Regions from separate parts of the Mus musculus genome. Here regions 2, 3 and 4 are each linked to region 1. Evidence: chromatin contacts called from public HiCAR-type and promoter capture Hi-C data. All regions are on one chromosome and are shown on one strand. The core of a region is the stretch at or near the end of the contact, and the rest is flanking DNA. Distances in the headings are between cores, read along the strand shown. Region 1 holds the start of Ntrk2 (neurotrophic tyrosine kinase, receptor, type 2). Region 2 overlaps Ntrk2 (neurotrophic tyrosine kinase, receptor, type 2). Region 3 holds the start of 4930455J16Rik (RIKEN cDNA 4930455J16 gene). Region 4 overlaps Ntrk2 (neurotrophic tyrosine kinase, receptor, type 2).

Region 1 (4,794 bases), core at 791-3,290:
GACAAGCTGTAACCTTTCTAGGGACAAGGCTGAAGCTACCATCCGTCAGTGTGCACATAGCTTGCTGTTTAGCCTAGTCCTGGGGAATTTTTCAATGGGCAATTAAGATTTATAATCCAAATGGTCTCAAAATCGTATCTCTGAGAAATCAGGTCCAAATTAAATCAGCCCAGGCTTTTAGCCCTTCCTGTGATCGCATTTTCTCTCTTGAGCGAGTGCTTTTCGACACTCAGAACTTCTCCTCTTACAGGGCATCCTCAAAGCATCTCTGGCTGCAATCTCTGAAGCAAAATCCAATAGATGAGATGGAAAAGGGGGAACAGGACCAGTCAACTCCAAGCCTCGGGAAAAGATGTTAAGGGAGAGACCCTCACTTCCTCCAACCAATTCTTGAAAATGAATAATTTTAACCTCCTTTCTGGTTAATATCACTGGAACTTCTCTCAACACACACACACACAGTATATTTTACCAAACAAAAATGTTCCAATATAATTATCGTATACTGAAAGCCTAAAACACACCCATCAGAACTTTGAAATGAAAATGCACGCAGAATTCCTTCCCAGGAACATAATATATACGAATTTATGATTATATTTCTGTCTATATGGAATTTTAGAGTCCCACTCTTCACCAACTGACATCCGTAAGCCAGTGAAACAGACAGAGAAGTGACAGGTACCCCATCTCTCTGGTCTCTGACTTCTTGCCATGTGTGGGACAGCATCTGTCCCAAACATACACCTGCCTGATTCCTGAGGTGGGGACAGGAGAAAAAGTAAAAGGAACTCACATTTCCGTGATGTTCTCCGGGTCAACGCTGTTAGGTTCCAACCTCGGGAATGCCACGATGCCTGGAGAAGGCTCAGTACACCAAATCCTAGCGGAACTGCATTTGCAGGACGTCGGGCAGGCGAGAGAGGCCCTCCAGAAGCCCAAGACCAGCAGGCATAAGCCCCAGAGCCGCGCCATGGCGGGTCCATGCCACTTCAGCCAGGGCGACATCCCGAGCTGCCAGTGCCAGTCAGTCGGAGTGCGTGTCCCTACGCTGAGCCAGGCGTCCCCCGCCGGAGGGGGGAGGCCTTCCCTGCGCCCTCTTGCTGCTTGGTGCTGGTGGCCTCCCGCGGAGTGGAGCGTACCAGAGGCTGAGCCTGTCGGTGCTGGGGCTGAGCAGGTTGGCGCTGACCAAATGGTTCACAGTGGCTGGGACATCGCGGGCCGCTGCTCCGAGCCACAAGGCGGCTGCATAGTCCTATACGCCAGGCACCACTCGGTGGATCTCCCTGGACTCTTTGGGTCGCAGAACCGCTAAACCGGCACGAATATCGATATCGGTGCGCACCTCAGGGCTGAGGACAAACAGACATGGATGAGACTAATAGACCCCACACACCACCAACTGGGACACAGTCCCTCCGCGCTCTCCTCACCCTGAACCCCAAGCCTGGAGAATGAATGTCTGAGTGCCCAGCTCCCGCCCCGCCATCAACTTGCCCCTTAGTGCCCCCCCCCCGTGTGCCCGCCCTCCCTTCAAGCCTGAGGCCGAGGCATGAGAAGTCGGTAACGGGTCTTTGAGAGCAGATTCCATGGCATAGGCCAAGCCAAGGACCCTCCAAAGAGGCTGCGGCAGCGCTGGGGCCCCAATGATGCTGCAGAATCCTCCCCGGCCGCTGGGCGCGGGGGGAGAGGGGAGGTGGGCAGGTGGCGCGGCACATCCCACCTGGGGAGCAACTGCGGTAGCAGGACAGTGCCGGCCCAGGCCACCGAGGACTGTCCGCGCGGCTTCCCCGGCCTCCCGTAGCAAGCGCAGGGAGCAGAGCGCTGCAGAAGCAGCAACAGCAGCTGAAGCAGCGACTGGGCTCTAACCGGCGGCCGCCGCCGCCGCCGCCTCTGCTACTGCTGGCGAAGTGACGTGAGGGCTGACGCAGAGCAGGGGCAGAAACTCCAGAAAATTAGTATGAAATCCAAAAACACACACGCTCACACACGCGCGCGCGCACACACACGCACACACGCATAGCATAGCACCCTCCAGACAAAAGCAAGGCGGAGGGGAGGGAATCTGGGGGCGAGCGGGGAGGAGGAGGCTTGGTGCCAGCGGCCAGGCGCAGACAGCAGCATGTGGGAGTTCACACTCGCGCGCACGCACACACCTTGGCGGGGTAGCTGTGCGGGTGTGCATGTGTGCGCGTGTGCGTGTGTGTGCCCCCTTTAGACCCCGGTACATCTAAAATGCAGCGATGCTTCCTTGGTCCCTAATTCTTACATCTCTTCCACATCGCAGTACAGACTAGCTCCCCCTTTTTTAAATGGAAGCCCTGTTTGGTTAGGCTCTGAAAAAAATGCTCTGATTCGTATTGTAGGAATCCTCCCTTTTCCTTTTCCTTTCCCTCTCCCTCCCCGCCGCGTTCTTCTTTCTCACCATGCTCATAGGGGAAAGCAAGCTATTTCCAAAATATAGGGAAGACAAGCTACACCCCGTACAAAAATAAATATATAGCGCTGTACGTTAGTAACCAAGGACCATTGCCGGGTTCCGGACTACCTATTTAGGGGTGGATGGTTCCAAAGCTCTCCTGATGGGGTTTCTGCCAAGAGAGAAGTGTAGACAGCCTGCAGACACAAGTGTAGCTCTGATGGATCTTTCTCCTGCCGTTTGCGCCACAGAGAGAGCCCTGCGTGGGAAGGGAGCGCGCCGGCCGCGCTGTGGGTTCCCTAAATGCTTTGCACCGACCCTGGCCTGTGGAATGGATGGCTCCGCATCATCTTCTCTTATTCCTTAACCTGGCAGGATGCAGCCATTTGAGGATCACAGCTTCACTCCCCGCGACACCCACCCGCACGCGGAGCACCCAAGCCCCTGTCCCCTGCCCTGCCGTACCTTGCGCGTGTTCGTGTGCGCGCGTGCATGTGCGCCAACGTGTACCCTGCACCCGCGCTGCCCGAGGCAGGATGTGCTTCCAGCTACCGAGAGGCCGGGCTCCGGCAGCGCCCTAGAGTCTCAGTGGGGACACGTGAGATGATTCCGGAGGGTCGAGTGACAAACGTGCGGGTGCAGTTAAATGGTCGCTGCGGGCCATTCGCGAGCCTGATCTGAGCCTCCTCTCACCATTTGTAGCTGCGACCGCCCGCACATCCGCAGTCATTTAAAAGGGAATCTGGTAGATGCGCCGCAGTGCCTGACACTTTCGAGGGCTCTGGTGCCCCCGCGTGGGGAGAAGAAACCCAGCACGCTCCGGTACCTCGGGCCATTGCTACCACCGCATTAGGAACTGCGCTACCGGCGCACTGCAGCTCCAGATGCGCAACCGCCGCGCTGTGTGCACATTGCTACCCAGGCAGTGCGCCTCTCACCAGATCCCTACAATCTCCTGCCTCTGAAGTCCTCCACGCACCACAAGACAATGCGCTGGAGTCCAATTTAAGACATAAGAATAGTCATCCAACTGCCCGCAAAAGGCCAGAAATGAGAAGGATGATGTCAGGGGAAATGTTTGGGTCTTCGCACAGCCTTAAACATCACTAAGAAATAAAATCAATCTAGCAAGATTTTCACATAGATGTCATGCACCAGGGATAGAAATATAATCCTTACACATTTAAAACACCCGGCCGGCCGAGGCCTGGAGCAAAAACCAGCAGGTCACCTCACCCCCTTCCCTGAGCCCTGATACACCTTGGGGGCTTGGACCACCCAAGCTTCAGATAACTTCTCAGTTCTGCCTGCCACCTTTGCTGCTGTGGCAAGGCACAGAACCCCAAAGCTAAGACATCTTTGTCCAGGAGACACAGTTGTGCTGCCAATGTTCTTTTAGGGAGACTTTTCCAGACACATACACGTGCGTGCGCGCGCGCGTACACACACACACACACCTTATTGTGTATGTGTGTGGGTTACCAAATCAAGGGTATCAGAGGAAAGCTGATTTTCTCCTTCCATCACGCGTCCTGGGAGCAAGGTGAGATCAGACCAAGTGTCTACTCACTGAGCCATCTCTCCTTCCATTTGCCAGTGTCTTTTGTGGAAAAACCCCTAGGAACACTGAAGAGGAAGGGAGGAGTAATTACTGCCCCACTCCCGCCCCTGCGCACTCATGCGTGCCCCAGACTCATGCCTACTCTCACTCCATTTTTTCTCAGAAAATGTCCATTTCTATGATGGTGGCTACAGTATTGACGTGGCATCCAAGACTGGCAGAGTTTGTGTGGTTTATAGACAGGAAGAGTCTAATGAATGCTGGAATATTTGCAGGATTTGTAGAACGAGTACATGCTACTGTTACGTGCCACTTCAGTTAGGATGGGCTGCCCACTTCCTGCTCCCCGTTCCTTGGGCCACCGTCTTGTCTTGGTCCACACTATTTTGTCCTTTCAACAGACTGTTTATGGAAACGTTGAAGAGGCAGGAATGATTATCAACTGTGTTTATTAAACTCGCTCCAGATCACAGTAGGCATGTTTAAATATGTGCTCAATGGCAAATACAATAATTTGAATTTGAAGCATGCCTCACCTAATCTCTACCACAGCCAGCCCTCTGTGTGAGCTTTCCTGGACACAGTTCCTCTTGTCCTGCAGTCCTGTACTCCGAGTTCCTCTAGTAGCCAGGTAAGTCCTTCACTGGGCTTGGGGGGGGGTTGTTCTCTCATTCACAATGGTAATACCATGAACAATAACAGGACACACGATAATGCTCTCTTAGCTTATAAACTTGAAGATCCATATCAACTTTGAGACCAGAAAGCTGTTATACAAAGACAAAACTCCACTAACTTTTGCTTCTGACTGAGG
Region 2 (4,794 bases), core at 1,465-3,964, 59 kb before region 1:
CGAAGCACATCCCTGAGATAATGGACTTTCAGTTTCGAAGCTGGGGAAGCCCCGGAGGAGTCTATACAGTTAACCTGGGACCAAGGTTTCTCCCTGGATGTGGGGCTTGCTTTGAAGATGATGGAAAAGTTGGTGTCTTCACATGTTCTCAAATCCTCGTGGATCCCACAAATGGGAGAATTTGGTTTATAGTACCATTTGATTTTACATGTAAAACTCCATTTTTAAAAGGTAGAATTCTTAGTCATGTTTATTTGGACCCAATGTTTCAATGGTCACCATGACTATGACATATATCCGACTTGATAAACCTCATGATAGAATAGGAGTACTAACAATCACTCCTCACACAAAGCACCTAAGAAGATCCAAGCACATGATATGAATTCAACACAGCAGGATTTTGTGTAGGATCATGAATCAACAGTTAGACCACAACCTAGAAGACAATTCACTTTTCCAGACCCATCATGTCTTTGCTATCAAGATCGACCACAAAACATCAGGTTGGGCCATACTCAAACTTGCTGAAAAACAATATTATTTTTCTGACTTCCTTTTCCCAGGTATGAGAGAAGAGTCGGCTCGGTGTCTCCACCTTCAGTCGTACAGGTCAGGATGGGATGATGGGACTGGGCAGAGAGACAGTGCGACAGCAACAATCACCGCTGTGGTTTTTGTCCCTCCCATACACATGCAACCAGACCTAATGCATCCCATGCCACAACACAGAAGTGGGCATGTGAAACGCATGGACCCAAGTTCACAAAGCACAGGGACAGACACGAAAGTAAGACAACAATTCCTCTTTACACTTCTGACCATGGCCAAATTTTAAAAACATTCCACTTTTTTTCTCCTATGATATAGATTCCCACTCTATATCTCTAGCTGACCTGCAACTTGCTAGGTAGGTCAAGCTAGCCTTGAACTTACAGAGATCTACCTGCCTCTGCCTCCTGGGGGCTGGGATTAAAAGCACACACAGCCAAACCTGGGTATCCCCAGGTTTAAATAGTCTTTCAGGCTATTTTCTAACTGGCTCCTTTTACTGAAATCTAAATGATACTCATTACGTATTCTTATATACAACACGTAAAGTCAGGACCACCGTTAAGGACAAGAGAGGCAAGACAAGCATGAGAGTAATTCTACCTGAGAATGAACAAAGGATGAAAAAGGACTGCCCAGTTGGCCCTTGTGGTGGGATTGGAAAACATCCTATGGTTTCTTTGAACACACCCTGGTCCAGCCCATCGAGCAGGAGATAATCTGATATAGACATGGGTTTCAAGATCTAACATGGAAATATGGGAACCCAGGTACTTTCTTTCACCCATTGGAGCTCTTTCACCCTCCATGGCCACTCCAGTGGCATCAAGGTCAGATGCCAGTGTCCCAAGAGAACCTGAAGACCAGGGAAGAGCTTTACCAATCTCTTGGCTGGGAGCTGTCCCCTAAGGAGAGTCCTCAGGTGCTGTGGACACATTTGCTTTGTTCTTGACTTGAGGGATTGCTTTCATGATTTATGGGAAGAGGTTGTTGGTCCAGAGTGGCCTGGCATTCCCGACAGGAAAAGTTGTATTGAAGCCACAGAAGGCACACAGCTAGCACTCACACAGATGGCACACGGCTAGCACGCACTCCAGCAAAGCCCCAAAGTAATCTGCAGGTGGCTTTACCCCCAGGAGACAGCACTTAGGCGAGAGGCCAGCCAGTGGCAAAGAACAAAGCACTGTTTTGTTTTCTGGACACTACCAACCTAAAGTTCTTACCAACACCTCCATTCCACATTAAATAACCTCTCTGTCTATCTCTGTCTCTCTCTCTGTCTCTCTCTCTCTGTCTCTGTCTCTCTCTGTCTGTCTGTCTGTCTCTCTCTCTTTCTCACTCTCTCTCTCTCTCTCTCTCTCTCTCTCTCTTTCTCCTTTAGATTATCATTTCCCCCTTTGGGTTTCTGCTCTTGTTGTTTGCTTTGCTTTGCTTTGCTTTGTTTTTGAAGAAGGGTCTCACCCAGGCTGGCTTCACACTTGCGGTGACCCTACAACCTCCGGCTCTCAACACTAGAATTACAGGTGTGCACACCAGCACTCTCAGCTCAATCTTAACTTCCAGTATCAACCACGCCTCATGGGCAAATCTTTGCACTTCTGGAGATCAGCCTGAATAGATTATGATGACCTGTTAAGCTGCAAGAAGAGCTCCGTAGAGACACAGTCAGAGGGTAAGAGAATAACACAAGGCAAACAGAGGTGGCACGGACACAGTCATGGTTTGCCGCCAAGAGAAAAGCAATGGTGGGGGTGGGGAGACGTGTCTCTTTCTTTTTTTTTTTTTTTTTAAGCTCGCTAATGTCTTAATTTCTAAGATTGATTTATTTTACGTGTCTTACTGTTTGCCCTACATGCATGTCTGTGCACCTCACCCATGGTGCTTGAGGAGGTGAGAGGAGAGCCTCGTATCCCCTGAAACTGGCATGACAGATGGTTGTGAGCCACACTGTAGGTGCTGAGGACTGACCTGCTTGCTGAGCCATCCTCTAGCCTCCAACCCCTCAAATACTCCTCAAACTAGTCTTTTCCTTCAGTGTTATCTTGCAGATTCCAGGATCTTTAAAACGATCCCAAAGAAACCCTTGCAGTAGGAAGAGCAAATTGCATATTCCTTCTTCTCTAGTGGACAGTCCTGGCTTTGGATCAGCATGCTTCTGACATGTGGCCAGCAGCCTCTGCTGGCCAGGCTGCCCCCTCGGAGGGGGACGAGGAGACTAAGCCCAGAGTCTGACAGCCACCAATTTGCTGAGAGCTTTGAGTCTCTTCTTTCCTGTTAGAATGGAGTCTTCCCAAGGATGAGCGAGGAAGGTGTAACCAATTAACCTTAGTACTCTGGAGATTAGAAGAACTGTAAGGATGAATCTTAATTACTCTGGTTATCTAAGGCTTGTGCCCAAACCATCTTCTCCTTGGTTTCTCAAGGCAAGAAAGAATCTATGGCTCTGTAGTTTTAGCCCCAGGACAAGGAACAGGTCCTGGTGATTGAAACAGCATGGGCTTCACATTCTACTCTTCTGTGGAACTCCAGGAGAAATTTACTCTCGCTGTGTTCCTTGACTTGAACACTCCGTCCCTAGATCTGCTACTTTGGGGCCTTTCTAAGTGCAGCAGAGAGAGCGCCAGTTCACCCCACATCATGAATCTTTTGACAAAACAGCACTGGGAGAAACTGTGGGAAAACACTTCCGATATTTATAGTTTGTCCCTGACGCGAGTTTTTGCATAGGAGACAACTGCTTCTGAATAAGGGAGCAGAAGTCACCAACTCCCACTGCTGTGTGAATGAGCATCCTGGAGCTGTGACAGTCTTCCTGGATGAGTGGGCCAGAGAGACACTCTCTGCAACGCCTAAAGAATCACAAGCTTCAAAATAAGAGTGTCATCATCGAGTTCTTGTCGGTCTGCTCCAAGGCGGACATATTGAATTGCTGGTGTGCTGACGTGGATGGGACCATCTGACCCCAGTCAGAGTGCTCACGCTTAAGAAACATCTGGCCCTTAGAGTTCTCCAAATTTGCTCTATTTGGTCAGAAGCTAGTCATGACAGGTCCAAATCCCTGCCTTGTGGCAAAAAACTAGTTTATTTTTCAGCTCTTAGTGATCATTTCAGGGCCTCCCTGAAAAAGAAGCCCATGCTTGCTTCTGGTCTCACGACTGTCACCATGAACATCTGCCTGCTTGTGGAGAGCTTTTCTGCATGTAGGATTGAATTCCAGCAAGAGCCACTGGGGGATCTAGTTCATCTTTATTTCAGGCCTGTAAGCTGAATAGGATACACCACAGCCACTGGAGACCCCTCTGCTGACCCCGTGCTGTAGATGTGTGTGTATGTGGCCATGGTCTCCATCTCCTTCCCTTTCTAAAACCTTTATAACCATCTACCAAATCCATTCTACTTGTTGCCAAACCCAAGAAGAATGCCTGTCAGAGCACGGTCTAGTCTGCACTTTAATTGTTACTACGATCTGCTATCCTTGAGGACCTAGTGGAGTGCTCTGGAAGAATGTTTGAATAGTTCCTCTAATCGATCCTTACAAAACATCCTCTCCACTCAAAGAGTGGTCCATGAACCAGCCATGTCAGGAGCTCACTAGCTACTTAGGATCATGGGCCTCTTCCCGAATCCTTTACCTCGCACCCACAGTTCAGCAGGGCCCTCAAAGGTTTAGTGCACAAAGGAAGGATAAGGAAATCCTGGTTTACACCTTGCAACATTTTACTGGAGTCAAAAGTGGGAATCACGCACAAGAATTCTTCAATAAAACAAAGCAATCACTAGGTACCCAAATACTGAGAGCAAAATATCTCTGCATATTTTGCTGCAAATGATAATACAAAACCATGAGGTTGGTTCTGCTTACAATGACATGTCTGTGACATATGACATCTACCTGTGCGCCACTCCAAAAAGGAGTAGAGAAAGGGAACAACTTTAGACATCAGAAGGAGTTCATCCTCACCCACCCTTTCTAAGAAATACACAATGGCTATATGACCTCCTTAAAGGGAAGATTCTAGAAAGCTTACATAGGGAAGCGAGGTTCACTTCTGAAAGGCTGGATCCAAGATGGCAGAGTGCAGTGCCTGGAGCCTGGGAAAGGGTTTTTCTCCCTTTCCTAAACCAGCCCAGGTCTCCAGAAGCTAATATCTGTGGAAGGCACTAGTCTTGTGGACGCCTAAGGATCAGATAGCAGTTATCACTCCACACATCACCCTGGGTGGGTCCCTGGAGTCAGTGACC
Region 3 (4,794 bases), core at 915-3,414, 45 kb after region 1:
AAAGACAGAAGTTGACTCACATGAGTTAAGCCAGGTTGATTTAGCTCAAGGGTCGCAAGATCCCGCCTAAGTTTGTAAGTTCTGAGGGAGAGATCTCAGCATGTTATACAGACACAGCAGCCTACAGCAGATGCACCAACCAACCAACCAACCAAAGGACAGGAGGGGGTTTCTAGAATGAGAAGGACTGAGAAATTATGTACTCGTTATCTTACTAATTAGCAGACAGAGAAACAAACCTCTAAACTGATACCTTCTGTCTCTGGGAAAAGAGATTGGGTGGGAGATGAGCAATTGGGGAAGGGAGAGATAAATACTTTATATTGCACTCTTTTATATGATTTAAATTTTACGTGCAATGTGATAACCACCTAATCCCAGGAGAAATTAATCCTATAGAACTTCCATCTGTCCACCAGAAAACCTTGTCTGTTTTTCCGTGGGTTTCTGTTCCTGGGCTCGGCTCAGGGATCCTCAGCTCCACCTGCATCTCCCAGGAATCCCAGGACAGCAGGATGTTGTGCCTTGATGGGATTTTGTGAATTCCCACCCAAGTAGCCCAGTTTTGTAGCGCATCATCAAACGATGACCATATCTTGCCTCCTCCTGCTGCAAGGTTCATGAGGTCTGTGCTCTAGCCATTGTTGTTGGTCACAGCTCACAACAGAGCTGACTGGTAACTGGCTGGCTGCCTCAGGCTAGTGGCTATGAACTGTAGTCATATACAACCTGGCAACCCGTCCACTCACTAACGTAATTTCACAGTAGTACTGAGTGTAAACAGTACTTCAAGAAACCCACTTCTGATGCTCTGTGAGAATATTGTGGACTTCGTGTGCTGACAAAGACTGGGGTCATAGACAGTCGCAGTGCAGGGTCAGAGGTGCTGACAGTGTCATCGGGGTTTGTTACCTGTGTGCTTGTTGTTCTTGTCATCCTAGGGACAGAGCCAGGGACATGCAAGGCAAGTACACTACCACTAATCTATATCCCAGATCCTTCTTATTTTTGTTTTGAGACAGGATCAATTTAGGTTGCCTTTGAATTTGTTATAACATCCAGGCAGGCCTCAAATTTGCAATCGTCTTGCCTCAGCCTCCAAAGTTGTAAGAATGACAACTTAAAAAATAAAAGAGAGGGTCATACTATGTAGCCCTGCCTGGCCTTGAACTCACTATGCAAACCAGACTGGCCCCAAACTCACGTGAATCTACCTGTCTCTGCCTCCCTAGTGGGATTAAAGGATTTTACCATGCCCGACAAACCTGCACTCTTAATCAAAGGAAATAGCTATACTTCAGTTAGAGATTAGTGAAAATATGCATTCCTATGCAAGGTCATGGGCACCCAGAACTCCACACAACCCCAGGTGAGAATCCTGACACATTCTGGATCCCATTTGTGGTAAGTGCTTGGACCTCAGCCAGGCTGAAGACCCAGACACTGGAAACTGTTGCAGGGCAGAGGCGAGGATTCCATAATGTCTCAAAGTCTTTATGAGATTACAAAAAAAGAATTTTAAAAAAGGGACAAACCTCAGGAGTCAGTTCTCTCCTTCCTCTTTGTGGGTCCCCTGGGTTGAACGTAGGTTGTCAGGCAGGGCAACTTGTGCCTTTCCTCACCAAGCTACTGTGCCAGACTTTATAGGTTTGAGAAATTAGGATTGTCCGTGTTCACTTTAGTTCTCTCAGACTTCCTACAGATGATTAGGGAAATCATAAATTAGCGATATCTAGAGTATTGATGAAATTTCCTCCTTGAGGTGAATGGCTGCTTTGTGCTCTGTATATAAGCACAATTAATGGCAGCCTGTGCACATTGTAAGATGTGTCTGTTTTGAAATCATTCCCATAAAGAAGTGGAGTCTAGGTTCCCACCTCCTGATTTTGAAGTAGGCTGATGACTACCTTGAGCAATAGTCACACACTATATGATTGCAAATAATAGTGAATGAGAGATTATAAGAGACTTCTGCCTGTTTGTCAAAACCCTTGCTCTCAGATGCATGGGGCACCATTCAAAATTTTCTAACTATCCTATGAGGAAGCCTGCCACACTATGAGGAAGCCCAAACCAAGTGAGGTTGTCATTAGAACATCTCAGGCAACAGTCCCAACAGTCCCAACGGTCGTCTTTACATAGACGAAGCAGGAAAGATCAGACATTCCATCCTCCGGGTGTTTGTCACAGTTCAGCATCCAAGCTGAATCTCTAGTTACCATGGATGGAGATGACCTTTCCTGGCTATGCTAGCCAGCTTTCTGACCTCAAAAAAAACACCAGCATTTAAGGTGGGTAGGCGTTTTGTGCTGTGAATTTCTGTAGGAGTCTGTTACCAAAACAAAGAAATCAAAAATAAAGTCTAGTGTGGAGCCTGTGAGAAGCTGGCAGAGAGAGCAGTACTCAAGATGCAGGCAGACATGGCAACCAGAAGTCTGGATGGCTGAGCAGAGCATCTTCATTCGGGACTCTATAGGTCATCAAAATCTTCCAAAGCGATGTACCGAACACAGCTCAGGGGACCCAAACCTAAGGGCACATAAAACTTTCTAGGTAATGTGTATGACGTCAGTAAAGTGTAAGGAAACTGTAAGTAAATACTGACCTATGAGCAATAAAGCTACTGGGCCCAAGACAGCCAGCTGTCTGCTGAAGCAGAAACTTAAGGGCTTTTTGGAGAGTTGGTTGTGTTGGATGGATGGTGTTTTGCTAGGACAAACAGGTGAAGAAGTGTTTTCCTGAAGCAGACACAGGTGAAAGGTTATGCTAAAGCAAGCACATGACACGTGATGCAGGATTCTTTGAGAACGGCATGCCTGTATTGGTCCGCCTTACCTTATGTAGTTGAGCTGCATTTGTCAGGACTCCATAGAGAGAAAAACACACACCCCCTCAAAAAAAAAAAAAAAACTTCTAGTGGTGTGCTGTGGCTTCTTGCCACAAATTTGGGCTGATTGACAGAGTGATGTCAGCTGAGACAAACTCATGTGCTGAGGTGAACAAGACACATGGTGAGGCAAGATCGGTGGAGGACAGGTGACATTTGGAGGGAGTGTAAACAGGACTCAAGGGACTGTGAGAGGAGCTTGGCTTGCTTGTATAGCTAAACACTTCTTAGTCTCAAATCTTCTCTGATCTCTGCTTCATGGAGAGAGGCACAGGCAAGGACTGCCCCTGGTGTCCCTGCTCATGTAGCCTGACTGCTCCTGTTAGGTCGTGCCACCCCCAATGCTATCCCAACACTGCCGAACTGGGCTGCTGATATACCTGAGAAGTGGTTTTGAGTGGATTGATCTGCGGCTGCTGACCTGTGAACTGTTGATTTCCTAACAGCATAGATGGGATTTGCTCCAAAGAACCATTTCCTAAACAGGTCCACTTCCCCCATATCCTTTCTTTTCCACCACCTCTGGTGGGTGGTGGGCTAGAAGGGAGGTTAAAGCATCATTTAAAATCGGGTTTGAAAGAATTAAAGTTACAGCCTGCTGACATCCACTTTTCCCTTCCCATGCACAGCCAGTCCTGAGAGTGGTTGCCTGGAAACCTTTCCTGTCTCCTTCAAAACTAAGTGGGGCCATTAACTAGACATGCCAATGAAAGAGCAGCAGATATGACATATGCTACTTCTGAGCCGTGTCAATTATAATGCTGACCTTCACCCCTACTTCCACACCCATCAGTTGTGTATGAAAGTCCAAAGTCCAAGGGCTCCACACACGAGGTAGAATGAGCCCCAATTCTGAATGACTTTGTGGGGGAAGGCCATCTGTCACTCACCATAGATCCCCACATTGGTCTGTCACACAGGTAGGCAATGTGTTTCTGTATATGAGATACTGAATGTTGGAGCAGGTTAGAGTAACAAGCACTTTCCCTAATTACTGCACCAATGACAAAGAGCAACTCACACTTGACCTCAGTGTCATCTGAGTAGTAAACATTAGTTAGTACTATGGGAACCTCAGGCTGGGACAAGGGCTCAGCAGCCAAGAGCACTTATTAGGGGTTGCTCCACACATCTACAGGGTAGCTCACAACAATCTGCAACTCCAATTCCAGGGGACCTAAGCCCTCTTCTACCTTCCATGAGACACTAACATACCTGTAGGCAACCCCCACACACACACACACATAAAAATAAATTAATAAAATCTTTAGAGATTATGGGGATCTACAAGCATCAGTCCCAGCTGGCTGCCACCTGAGGTTTTCTACGTGAGATATGAATGGCAGGTGTATATTTCACTGCCCTCCTTATTTTTAATGGGCAATTCCATCTTTAAAGTCCCTGTGATCACAGATCAAGGACCTTCAAGCCTGTGGCGCTGTTACACCTTGCGCACTCCACATCAAGATTGGCTCTCTCTACGCTCTCTTTTGAACATTACAGGCCAAGAATCTGAATCTTTGAGTTTCCTTCCCCCACACCCAATCCACCTGCTGAAGCCTAGTGACCAGCTGAACAGAACGGAGAGGTAGAAGATTCAGGAGGTAATTTGGTTATGGTCGTCACCCTCTTTTAGGGATCAGTGTATTTAGAAAAGAGGCTGGAGAGATCTGGGGACAGTAGGAAGAGGGCTATGAAGCAGGGAGCCCTTGCTAGACATTGATCTTGTTGGTACCTTGGCCTTGGTTCCCCCCACCCACATATCTTTGAGAAGTCGATTTGACCTTCAATGCATCACCCAGTCTGAAGTATCTGCTTATAAATCTCTCTCTCTCTCTCTCTCTCTCTCTCTCTCTCTCTCTCTCTCTCTTGATCACACACACACACACACACACACACACACACAC
Region 4 (4,794 bases), core at 1,421-3,920, 34 kb before region 1:
ATCTTCTTCAAGCCCTGTGTGATGTCTCTGTGGAGGTTGGCAAGGAGCTGCCAACCTGGGACTGCCAGCACTCAGACGTGCACATGCCTGCCTGGCTGTAGCTGGCGCATGCTCACAGGCAGCCTTCTCAGCGCATGCTCACAGGCAGCCTTGGAGGCTGGGTGTCCATTGCGGTACCTCCTCTAGGGGATTTCATGCTAGGATTCCGAGCTCCCCGATTCTTACCCCATCACCGCCTGGAGCAACAGCAAGGGGAGGACAAGAACCACCCCAGATGGGAGCCAGAACCAAGGCTCAGTTCCATCACTCTGGTGTCTCGGGGTAGACAGGGCAGTGGCCCTGGAACCCTCTTTCTTTCTCTAGCCTGAGCCGGGAAGCTTCATTAAGAATCCTCAGTCTTCAGCTTTTGATGCGTGATGACTCCTGCCCACCCCATATTCCTGACTTTCCCGGAGATTTCTTTTTTAAGTGCCGCGTTTAAGTGGATGCTTCTTCCTGATATCCAGAGCCCTGTCCTTCAAGCCCCTCACACCTTATAGTCCCCTCAAGCACCTGACCACAGCAATGGCAGCCATTCCTATTTGCCTAGCGGTGATTACACTTGAGAACTGAGCACCTCGGAGATGCTGGCTGTTAGCCGTCAACACGGCGCTCGACTGGGGCATAAGGATAAATATCAAGCAGAGGGCTGAACCCAAAAGAACGGCTCCTAGAGATGGTGGGTCTGGGAATAACCTCTCTGCCAGGGTTGGCTCTACCCAAGCCTATACTGGGCTGACGGACAAAGCTGGAAGGGTGTTTTATCCACTGTAATTTCCTCTTTGACAAATGTGCTTTATTTCAGGGCTTGCATAAAACAAGAGCCAGATGAGAAGAAATATCAAGCTACTCTAGCACAAAACTCCCTGCTGGGTTTTTTTCCCCCTCTTTTCCATCTATTAGAAAATAAATTATTTATGTGAAAATAACATTCAGCTGATCATAATGACATATAAAGGAGACAGGGATTGTAGTCACCCAATTGGGCAAAGCTAGAGAAACCATTTTTCAATAATTTTGATGCAACGTACACTTGCAATGGTACTCATTCAAAAAAAAAGAAAGAAAAGAAAAGAAAGAAAACATAATTATCCTTCCTTTTGAAAATTTCCTCCCAAATGCCAGACAAAATCGTTACTTACAGGTCAGACAAGTCAAGGTGGCGGAAATGTCTCCTGGACAAACTCGTCAGCTTGTTTCGTGTGAAATTTCTGAAAGAAATCAGATATGTTAAGTGTAACTTTAAAGGTTATGATTTAAGAATGATAGTGGTTTTGTTTTTTAAAGCGTAATTTTCCTGGACTCGGGTACCCATCTTACTTGGAGCCAAACTGTGCCTTTTACATGAGAAGATAACTTCCGGGGGTCCCTGCCTCGCTTACAGTGCCTATGCACTATGAGAGAAGAGTGTATGTTTCTCAGAGTCTCTCTTTAATATCTTTGTTTCACCCAAACGTTTATGTCTCGTGTATCGATTGAAAGTCCAGTTCTCTCCCAGTTGGGCTCCCGATGCTTTGAGCACTTAATTGGGGGAATATGTAATAAAACAGCACAGTATAAGCCCATGAGAGGAGGAAAGAGAGAGATTCTAAAACTAAGAGGCATCTTGAACATTTTTAAGGTGTGTGACAAACAAAACCTGGGCTAGAGAGACTTTCAACTGTCTTTCCCGGAAGGAATACACCTGCTGACGGAAGCCGCCTGCCTGGTGGGACTATTTACATGTGACCTCAATGAAGGAGTAGCTCCAAGAAGAGACCAGGGCAGAACACTGGGGAACAGGGCATGTGTCAGACTTTATCGTGAGCTCCCCCAAAACACAGCATCTTTATAATTTAAACAAAGCAACAGAAAGATGCTCTTTCTATCCATGGGAGGGAGGAAAAAAAACCTTATGAATTTCCTGGTGTGTTCCAAATGCCTGTTGTTTGAGTGTTTCCAGTGATCCTGGCAGCTGAATTTGTTTACTGTTTCATATTTACTTAAAGTTCTTGAGCCTCTGGATGGATATTTTTGAAAAGTAGCAAAAGTGTGAAAACACACAGCCCACAAAAACAGCCAAGACCCCATCCACGCAGCTCCTGGCTTCTCGAGTGGCCCAGGCAGGCAGGTGTCTAAGAAGAAAGTCTGCTAGGGACAGTAACCCTGGCTCTGCCCTGGACCTAAGGCCAGAATGCTATCAGGCCAATGACATCTCAGTCATCTGTAGGAGCTAAATCACAGGCTGACAGGGTTAGCTGGTGAAAGGAGAGAAGGGTACCCGGGATGAAAATATACTCGAACCCATCAGGAAGTCGTGAGAGAGACATGCCCATGTAAGCCTTTTCTTTGGGGACATGAATTAAGAATGGCTTCTGTGGAACAATATCACACAAAAAATCTCTGCCTGTCTTTAAGGCTCAGGTGTGTTCATACTCATCACAAAGCCTGAAAAAAAAGGAAAAAAAAATCTGTTCTTCTCCCCAAAAATAAATAAAAGGGGTACAGGGGCAGGGATGGAGGGGAGGGGAGGGGAAGGGAAGGAGGAGCGAGGGAAAGGAAAGACTGGGGAAGGGAGGGAGGGGAGGAAAGAGGAAGAGAGGGGAGAGAAGGGGAAGGGAGTGGAGGGAAGGGGAGAGAAAAGCAGAGACCAGGAGGGAGAGAGAAGGAAAAAGAGGGATGAGGAAACTTCCGCATCATCTCCCCCACACCCCACCACACACACACACACACACACACACACACACACACACACACATCAGCTCACACTACCCTATGGAGCAGCCTCCCGCCCCCACCCATCAGCTCTATGCTGCCCTGTGGAGCTGCCTCTCCCACCCCACCCCACCCCCCATCAGCTCTATGCTGCCCCATGGAGCCACCTCTCCCAGTCTGCTCCGCTCAGCTCAGCTCTACCCTCCCTGGAGCAGCTGCTAGTCTGGGTTGCCAGCAGCACACTGCAGCTCGGGGTTACGGGCCAAAGAACAAGATGAGTTTTATGAAGCATACTTAGGAATGGGGCCAAAAGCCAAAAAGGAGGAAGAAGGAAGAAAAAAATCAACAATCCTCTTACTGTTTGATTGTAAAACTTTGCTAAGAGCCTAATTAGCACCTCGGCAGAGCCCCTGGAAAACACAAATGCTGGCTTTTCTCACAGTCCCGGGGTTCTAGGGGTTGGGCAGCAATTAAAGGCACCCAGACTTATAATCAGAGATCAGCACTGGATGGTGACTGTGTCAGGCTAACACTGACCAGGCAAACTGAGGCAAAGATGAGGCTGCGCTCTCTTGTGAGGTCCCTAAAACCTGAAGTACAACAGTCCCAATTGTCCCTCATTACTCTCTCTTTTTATTGGATATTTTCTTTATTTACATTTCAAATGTTATCCCCTTTCCTGATCCCCCTCCCTCCCAAAAGTCCCTATCTCCCTTCCCCTGCTTCTATGATGGCATGTCCTCATCCACCTACCCACCCACTCCCATCCTGGTATTCCCCTACACTGGGGCATCAAGCTTTCACAGTACCAAGGGCCTCTTCTCCCATTGATGCCTGACGAGGCCATCCTCTGCTACATGTGTGGCTGGAGCCATGAGTCCCTCCATGTGTACTCTTTGGTTGGTGGGAGCTCTGAGGGGTCTGGTTGGTTGATATTGTTGTTCTTTCTATGGGGTTTTGACCCCCTTCAGCTCCTTCAGTCCTTTCTCTAACTCGTCCATTCCTTTCTATAGAGGCAGGGGAGCTCAGAAGGACCTTCAGGCCACCCTCAGGTTACAGAGCGGCAGCTTCATTAGTCGTGTGCACCTCACTGTGCTGATAACCCAGGTCAGTACAATTTGAGTTCAGAAAATCCAGGCAAAGCAAGGTGATCCCCAGGGTCCCCAGTCCTAAGCAGAGGCTAGGACAGAAGACAGATGCTAGAGCCGACTCCTCCTGCATCCCTACACTCCTCCAAGGCGAGGTACCGTCCTGCAGCTAGGGAGAGCCTCTCTCCTCATGTGGCTGTGTGAAGCTTGATGGTATTTCACCTCTCTTCATGGCTGTCTGAACGCTTGTCTAATTTCATTGGACATGACAATAGCTACACACATCCATAGAGCATTTGATGTTTGATCAATTATTGGATCCTGATGGTGGTCTGGTAAGGAAGCTGTGTAGAATACCTATCCTCCTTGAGTGAGGCAGATACACGATTTAATGTAAGCCAGACATGGAAGCTAGAACACCATTAAAATTATTCTATTGCCGGGCATGGTGGCGCACGCCTTTAATCCCAGCACTCGGGAGGCAGGGGCAGGCGGATTTCTGAGTTCGAGGCCAGCCTGGTCTACAAAGTGAGTTCCAGGACAGCCAGGGCTATACAGAGAAACCCTGTCTCGAAAAAACAAAAAACAAAAATAAATAAATAAAAAAATAAAATTATTCTATCACCACAGGCACGCACACACACACACACACACACACACACACACACACACACACAAAGGGCTTTCAATAAAACTACAATTAGCCAAGGCCCACTGTTCATATTAAAACAGGAGCATCAATCCCCCAAGGAATCAGACAACACACAACGCAACTGCTGGGTGATTTGGGTCTAGGGTAATCTGTAATAAAACTTCAAAAACGTAACTATTGAGGACATGAATTACTTCTAAGAGATTGCGGTGGGATATTTTCCCATTCTTCTTCTGCTGTCATGGCTGTGCCACCAAGGGCTACACACACATCACGTCTGCCCCAGTGAACTGGCCAGACAGGCTGTCAAGAAGGGTTTCA

Evidence for each region. Promoter capture Hi-C pulls out the DNA fragments that hold promoters and counts their contacts. HiCAR-type assays count read pairs that join an accessible place to other places.
Region 2: a promoter capture Hi-C map of hippocampal neurons shows a contact between it and region 1, with 3 times the contacts expected there. The contact joins the enhancer-like site here to the promoter of Ntrk2 in region 1. A contact is called at or near these places in 2 of 39 promoter capture datasets (embryonic stem cells and hippocampal neurons), 10 of 484 Hi-C or Micro-C datasets (cerebellar granule neurons, cerebellum, cerebral cortex and 3 more), 7 of 115 datasets of contacts at active chromatin or transcription factors (embryonic forebrain, embryonic stem cells, fibro-adipogenic progenitors and 2 more) and 4 of 9 other capture datasets (adipose tissue, embryonic stem cells, liver and 1 more).
Region 3: a promoter capture Hi-C map of the SN4741 cell line shows a contact between it and region 1, with 5 times the contacts expected there. The contact joins the promoter of 4930455J16Rik here to the promoter of Ntrk2 in region 1. A contact is called at or near these places in 5 of 39 promoter capture datasets (the 3T3-L1 cell line, the HPC-7 cell line, the SN4741 cell line and 2 more), 2 of 484 Hi-C or Micro-C datasets (cortical neurons and nephron progenitors), 2 of 115 datasets of contacts at active chromatin or transcription factors (embryonic stem cells and stem cell-derived neural progenitor cells) and 3 of 9 other capture datasets (adipose tissue, liver and pancreatic islet).
Region 4: a contact with region 1 is called in a HiCAR-type map of astrocytes, with 5 times the contacts expected there. The contact joins the enhancer-like site here to the promoter of Ntrk2 in region 1. A contact is called at or near these places in 1 of 39 promoter capture datasets (stem cell-derived epiblast-like cells), 9 of 484 Hi-C or Micro-C datasets (brain, cerebellar granule neurons, cerebellum and 5 more), 11 of 115 datasets of contacts at active chromatin or transcription factors (astrocytes, embryonic forebrain, embryonic hindbrain and 3 more) and 3 of 9 other capture datasets (adipose tissue, liver and pancreatic islet).

What each region holds. Positions count from the first base shown.
Region 1 is chr13:58,804,943-58,809,736 of GRCm38.p6, reverse strand. Ntrk2 (neurotrophic tyrosine kinase, receptor, type 2) reads right to left here and starts at 2,040. Exons shown (of 18, transcript NM_001025074.2): 1 at 1,724-2,040; 2 at 797-1,352. The coding sequence starts at 1,008.
Region 2 is chr13:58,864,926-58,869,719 of GRCm38.p6, reverse strand. The region is part of intron 9 of Ntrk2 (neurotrophic tyrosine kinase, receptor, type 2); the gene reads right to left. Among named protein-coding and RNA genes, the nearest start is that of Ntrk2, 60 kb to the right of the region's middle. Within about 2 kb of position 2,714, at least 7 of the 459 cell types and tissues checked have an H3K27ac peak or open chromatin away from gene starts, as enhancers often do. A contact at or near this core is called in cerebellar granule neurons, cerebellum and hippocampal neurons, where this site is marked.
Region 3 is chr13:58,759,681-58,764,474 of GRCm38.p6, reverse strand. It overlaps 4930455J16Rik (RIKEN cDNA 4930455J16 gene), which reads left to right and starts at 2,164. Exons shown (of 3, transcript NR_045469.1): 1 at 2,164-2,291.
Region 4 is chr13:58,839,332-58,844,125 of GRCm38.p6, reverse strand. It overlaps Ntrk2 (neurotrophic tyrosine kinase, receptor, type 2), which reads right to left. Exons shown (of 18, transcript NM_001025074.2): 5 at 1,182-1,250. Among named protein-coding and RNA genes, the nearest start is that of Ntrk2, 34 kb to the right of the region's middle. Within about 2 kb of position 2,670, at least 72 of the 459 cell types and tissues checked have an H3K27ac peak or open chromatin away from gene starts, as enhancers often do. A contact at or near this core is called in adipose tissue, astrocytes, cerebellum and 3 more, where this site is marked.